Regions from separate parts of the Mus musculus genome. Here region 2 is linked to region 1. The links are chromatin contacts, called in public promoter capture Hi-C maps. All regions are on one chromosome and are shown on one strand. The core of a region is the stretch at or near the end of the contact, and the rest is flanking DNA. Distances in the headings are between cores, read along the strand shown.

Region 1 (2,873 bases), core at 12-2,511:
CCTGTGTAAAGACCTTCTGTTCCACCATTGTCACAGGTGGGTCTGTCACTCTGACCTGGCCACTCTGTGCTTTCCTCTCACCACTCCACACTTGGCCTCAGGAAGTTTCCAGACACTTCCCCTCTAGCCTCCTCAGACCCCACCATTACCCACTCCAGGTAAGTGTCAGCAGGCCTCTCAGAGTGCCCTCTCTGTGTGGATCCTGTGGATTGTGTCTGAAATCTGTCTGTCAGTCCCTTTGAGCATTTGTCCCTGTGGGTTGGTGGTTTTCTGTCTTTCTGGCTCACACTGACACTCCCCTCTCACCCTCCAGGTCCTTGCTGTGACTTTCCTTCAGAGCCATGTTGTGTCTGTTCCTCTGTCCTGCTCCTAGTCTGCCCCTCTGTCCTGCTGACACCTGTTGGTTCCTGTGTCTGTTTGCACATTCTCTCTGTCTCTCTGTCTCTTTCTCTCTCTCTCTGTCTCTCTGTCTCTGTCTCTGTCTCTGTCTCTGTCTCTCTCTCTCTCTCTCTCTCTCTCTCTCTGTGTGTGTCTCTCTCTGCTTCTTCTCTGTGGTCCTCTACTTTGTCCATCCATCTCTACGTTGCCTCCCTCACACCGGTGTGGGGGTGATGAGTGTTGGGGATTAGCTTAATGAGGCTGGGTAGGCTGGCCTTTCTAAGGTCTTGGGTCTCTAGCTCAGCAGAGTGGCTTGGCTTGGCTCCCTGTCTCCAGCCCAGTAAACTGGCTTCCCTTCCTGCCCCTCTCATTCACTCATATACCCTCTCTGAGGTCCACAGACCAGGGGAGAGGGGCTTGTTCTGTGCAGAACTAAGCCTCTGTCTCCTCAGCACACCACAGAGGCACTATATATAGTCTCCCCCCTTTCCTGTGGCTGGAGAAGCCTCCAGGCTCCCTCCCAATTCCTTCCGTTCCGTCCCCCAGACTTACCTATTCTGGGCCCCATGGCTGGGGAAATGCAGAGAATTGTGGCCCCCAGTCCAACCTGGAGCTTAGCAGAGAGGAAGTGAGCCTGCCAGTGGACAACGGGAGACAGCTCCTGAGAGAGCAGCAGGGACCATCAAGGTAGGACTGTCCCTCACTAGGCTATATTTATTTGGCCACACTAGACAGCAGCTGCCTCCAGGTCAGGTGTGGTAGAAGCCCTGCTCAAACTGACCCCTCCCTGAGAGCTCTTCTGGGAACTTGCTCCTTTATCTAGCTTTAGACCCCCCAACCCTTGCAGTGTCTGTTTCTTTGGTTCCATGAATTCCTCTGATCTCTGGTTGGGACAGCCCAGGACCAGGAGTTGCAAAGGAGGCGGGTTTGTTTAGGTCCAGCCCCCATGCAGTGAGGAGGCTGGTCCCTCCCTGAGGCTTATGGTTATTTCCTGTGGGAGCAGCAGAGGCCAGAGTGAGAAGCTGTTTATGGCTCTTAAGTTCAGGACCATTCTAGAGACAAACATTCCAGAATGTTCAGTCTCTTTGCTGCAATCCTAGTCACCGCCTGAGCTGCTTTTCCTGTGGGGCTGCTGTCTTCCCAACCCTCTATGAGCTCTGAAGCAAGCCTTTGCTTCCCTCTGAGCCTCTGCCCTGTCTCCCTCATCTCTCACTAATATCTGCCCTTGCCATCTGCGCCACCTAGATGAAAGGGGAAGGAAGGGAGGGGGAAAGGAAGCAAGACAAAACAGTAAACGTGAAATTCTTAAGAGATGTCTGGACAAAGGTCTTCTAGATGGCTGGAAGAATGATCCCATCCCAGTGCTGGCCCTAGCCAAGGGACAGGCATCACAGGAGTTCTTGTGGTGTGAAGAGTGCGACAATAAATAGAGAAGCCAAGCCTGGAGGCCAGAGGCTGAACTGGAGGGAGGGGCAAGAGGCAGGGCCTTCACTGGGCTGGGGAGGCTCCCTAGGGCCCATTCATCCAACAGCCTTGGATTCCTCCATTTCACAGTCTGAGTCACATGCCACAGAGCACCCCACTTGCTGGGAAAACATGTCTTGCTGCTCCCCACCCCCACCCATCATGCTAGAACCAGGCATGCCCTTCAACCCAGGCTCTCTTCTCAGGGAAGAGTTGGCCCCAATTTGATACAGAAATGAGCACAACTCCATCTCCAAAAGGAGACCTGTGCATAGAGTGGGGATGTGAGTTGAGAGTCTAGCTTCCTCGGAATGATAGAGAGCTTCCTTTAGCCCACTTGGCCATAGAAAGCTGGGACATCTGAGATACAGATCTGGCTGGAGCTTAGGCACTCAGCCAGATGCCCAACGCTTTCTGAGTGAAGGTGTCATTGAAGGACCAGCAATATGAGCACGTGACCGTGGATGAAGGCCAGCAATTGTGACGGACTGACAGAAAGAAGACTCTGTCCTAATTGGGAAGCCAGAGTAGATCTGGGCTCTCACCCTTCAGTCCAAAGTCAGCAGCGAGTTTTCCTAGAGACTGGAAGACAGAGAACCTTCAAGATATCAAATCACTGGTACAGAGCTGCAAGAAGGAGGGTCCCTTAGAAACTCTCTTATCACTGACTTAGCCTCAGGAACTGAGGCTTTTTGTATGAAACCAGAATATTCATGGACTCAGATGTGCTTAGGTGGAACAAAGGTCAGCCTATGAAACTTGAGCTAACAGGTCCTCAGACAGTTCCTGAACTAGTAGTTGAGTTGGGTCCCATCCACAGGAGCCCTAAGCTCTGTGCTTGCTGCCTTGCTCCCTGGCCTCGTGTACTTGGGAACATTGCTGTTTGCTGCAGCCTGCACACTGCACAGCCCCATGGGCTGTGTGGATCCTAGCACCATCTGCAGATTCCCATTGTTTGCGAAACTTGATGCCTTTTTAAAGCTTCGCCTGCTGTTGGCATGGCTTGCAAAACTCTGCAGCTCCCAGCATCC
Region 2 (3,210 bases), core at 351-2,850, 170 kb after region 1:
ATGATAGAAGAAGGGAACCATCTCCTGAAAAACTGTCCTCTGACACCTGCATGTGCGCGTGCGCGCGCGCGCACACACACACACACACACACACAAGAAATTGACTCAGGAATCGGTGCTTTGGATTGAAGGGCAGCTGTGGAATGATACTGCCTTGTTGGGAAGATTGTATACAAGGCATACATGGGGAGAAAAACTGAGGCTAGATGCACTGGCAAGGGCTTGATTATCAAGGGCTTTGAGAGTTGAGCTTAGTCCTCTAGACAGAAGAGGCGTGGAAGGCTTTTAACCAGGGAATCTCAGAGAGGAGGGGTTTTCCATGGGAGGGGAATGAAGCTTGAGATGGGGAGTGAAGGGGATTGAGAGAGTGATCTGGGAAGAGATGGGAATCACAGGGGCAGGGATGAGGCTGGGGATACCCAGAGACAGTTCTAGAAGGGGTGTGTCAATGAGTTTGTTTCAATGAGTTGGAGGATAGCGTCCATCAAAGCATCTAATAAGATCCTTGCCTTAGAAGAAAGTGTATTCTGCTAGGAATGCCTTGGTATAAACAGGCCAAAAGGCCTGATAAATGCCCAGCTTCATTAAGGACAAAAACATGGGGGTCACTCACAGCCACCTATAACACCAGTACACAGTTTTATGTCCATCAAATATTGGCAAGTATGAAAGATGCTAACCACAGCCAGCCCTGCGTAGTCAAGGGAGACTCTCGGTGAAAGTCAAATATAAGAAAGTTGTGTGAGTCCTTAAAGGAAATTTGGCAATGTCTCTTAAAATTTAAGATGAGGCTGGAGATCTGGCTCAGCTGTTAAGAGTATTTGCTGCTCTTGCAGAGGACCTGGGTTCAATTTCTAGCACCCATGGGGGCCACTCACAGCCACCTGTAACTCCAGTTCCAGAGGATCCAGTGACCTCTTCTCACTTTCATTGGCTTCTGCACATACTTACTGCACACAGTGTCACACAGGAACATATACATATAATAAATAAGTAAATAAATAAATCTTTTAAAAGTTGAGATAGTCACTGCCTTTAGTAGTTCTGTTTCTAGGAATATATTCCACAGAAAGAGACTTACCCAAGGGAATTCCCCCAGTCAGTGTCTTATTTGACCTTACTGAGCCTCCTGACTCTCAAGCTCTTGTAGGCTACATAGTACACCAGGTTCACTTAGAAGCTTCTAAGTGATTCTACATTGTGTTCCTGTAGGATTTCAGGAGTCCTACAGTGGAGTTCCCATGGTTGACTCTCTTGCAGGGTTGTCCACTAGCCAAGAGTCACCCTGGGTGCTGGACAGAAACTCTCATTGGGTAAATGCAGGGATCACCCTTGTTTGGAAATCTCATCAACACAGGAACCAATGTGCCATTCCATAGGTCTATATTACAGAATACCCATGAAGGACATGTCTGATTCTAGGAGTCACCACTTAAAGAGAAGCACCCCCTTCGGGCATTTATAATTTATACCTTCTCCTGGTCCAGACATAATTTTCCACTCTGCAGTCATTTTTACCACAAGCAATAGTTGCCTAGTAACACAGTTACCATAGCATGTGCTTTAGGTTACCAGGGAAACAGGCCTAGAAAGTGAATCTAAGATCCAGTTGTCATGCAAGAAGGAGTCCTTGATTACCTCCCTCCCACATAGGTTACACACTACCAACAGGAAAAGCGAGTGCATGTCTATACTAGAAAGATAACTAAGATGCTGGACAAGTTTAACCTGGAATAATCTTCACATCAAACTGTGAAAGGAGAAAAGCCACTGTACAGCATGTATTCTGTTTTTATAAGAAGAAAACTGTATTTCAATACATACATGAGAAAAATATTAGGTATATACATAAAATTTTGAACAGTTGACACTAAATGTTGGGATTAAAGGAACATTTTTCCCCGTGATGTTTGACTATTTGGGGTAAGCATGTTAGCATCTCTAATCAGAGGTTATCTAGGAGTGTGGCTCAGTGGTAGAGAGTTTGCCTAGCATGCACAAGACCCTTAGGTTGGCCCCTGGATTGGGAAGAGAAAATAATATATATCAGTTTTAAATGGACAGGCCTTCCATTTGAACAGACTTAACATTCGAGCCTTAGTTTTCCCAGTTACCAGCCACCTTATTTCAAATAAGTCACTTAGCCTTCCAGAGATGTCATTTCCTCAGTGATAGGATGAATGGATTCTTGTTAGTGAAGTAGCTAGAGGTTTAAATTTTTCTTGGAATCCCCTAGAGATGAAGTAACAGGCAGTTGGAAGCCACCCAGGGTGGACGCTGGGAACTGAACTATACTCTGCAAGAGCAGGGAATTCTCTTAACCTCCAAACCATCTCTCCAACCTTATGGTTAGAGATCTGAGGTCTGCAACATAAAGCATCGCCCACAGCTGGAAGCTCAGTGAATGATCATTAGCATCTTCCTCTGTAAGCCTTTCCAAGCTCAAGATCCTCTCTTATTCTCTTTCTCTCCCCCCCCCCCCGTTTCCATGTAGATGTCTTTCACACATTTCCAGTTCTAAAGGAACTGGAGCTTGCGTTCAATGGCATCAAGATGGTCTACGTGAAATATGGAGACTTCAAGACATTGGAAGTAAGTTGGAGGTAGGAAGTTTTTGATCCTACCTGTTCCCCTGTAAGAATGAGTATAGGCATCTCGACAGATTATGACTTTGGACAAAGGTTCTCTGGGCCTTCACTGCTAGGCTCTTGCTTCTTGCTTCTGGCCTCTGGAGAAGATGGTGGTGATGGTGGTGGTGGTGATGATGATGATGACAATGATAATGATGATGAGGAGGAGGATGGTGGTGGTGATGGTGGTGAAGGTAATAGTGTTAGTGGTACTGATGGCAGACAGGTAATTATGGCCAAGGTGTATGACCCTGGAATGTAAGTGCCAAGGGTCATTCATATTCAGAGGAATCTATAGAAAAGTGAGTTTAAACGGAGTATCATAGGAGGAAGAGTTTCATGGGAGATATATCTCCTTAGGTGTTTAGAGAGCTTGAATCCAGCTTTAAAGCAGGGTGCAGTGAGCTAGAGACTATGTGGACCAATACCAAAGCATACCCTGACCTCAGTAAGCGAGGTTGGTCCCAGCGGACTGGGGTAGTCCCTTGACCTGAAGATGAGGATGGGCACACAAGGCCCCCGTGGATTCAACAGCACACTAGAGGCGCGGGCACACCCCATGCACATCTCTAGTTCTCAG

The links. Promoter capture Hi-C pulls out the DNA fragments that hold promoters and counts their contacts.
Region 2: a contact with region 1 is called in a promoter capture Hi-C map of hippocampal neurons, with 7 times the contacts expected there. The contact joins the enhancer-like site here to the promoter of Slco2b1 in region 1. A contact is called at or near these places in 21 of 39 promoter capture datasets (the 3T3-L1 cell line, 3T3-L1-derived adipocytes, the C10 cell line and 15 more), 20 of 484 Hi-C or Micro-C datasets (the CH12 cell line, the HL-1 cell line, the N1E-115 cell line and 16 more), 1 of 115 datasets of contacts at active chromatin or transcription factors (microglia) and 4 of 9 other capture datasets (adipose tissue, embryonic stem cells, liver and 1 more).

The regions. Positions count from the first base shown.
Region 1 is chr7:99,705,581-99,708,453 of GRCm38.p6, forward strand. Slco2b1 (solute carrier organic anion transporter family, member 2b1) reads right to left here and starts at 1,262. Exons shown (of 14, transcript NM_001252530.1): 1 at 931-1,262. The coding sequence starts at 946. It overlaps Gm34280 (a long non-coding RNA gene), which reads left to right. Exons shown (of 5, transcript XR_003946841.1): 4 at 37-158.
Region 2 is chr7:99,876,876-99,880,085 of GRCm38.p6, forward strand. It overlaps Xrra1 (X-ray radiation resistance associated 1), which reads left to right. Exons shown (of 19, transcript NM_001164258.1): 7 at 2,495-2,592. The region is part of intron 4 of Gm38405 (a long non-coding RNA gene); the gene reads right to left. Among named protein-coding and RNA genes, the nearest start is that of Xrra1, 19 kb to the left of the region's middle. Within about 2 kb of position 1,601, at least 8 of the 459 cell types and tissues checked have an H3K27ac peak or open chromatin away from gene starts, as enhancers often do. A contact at or near this core is called in cortical neurons and hippocampal neurons, where this site is marked.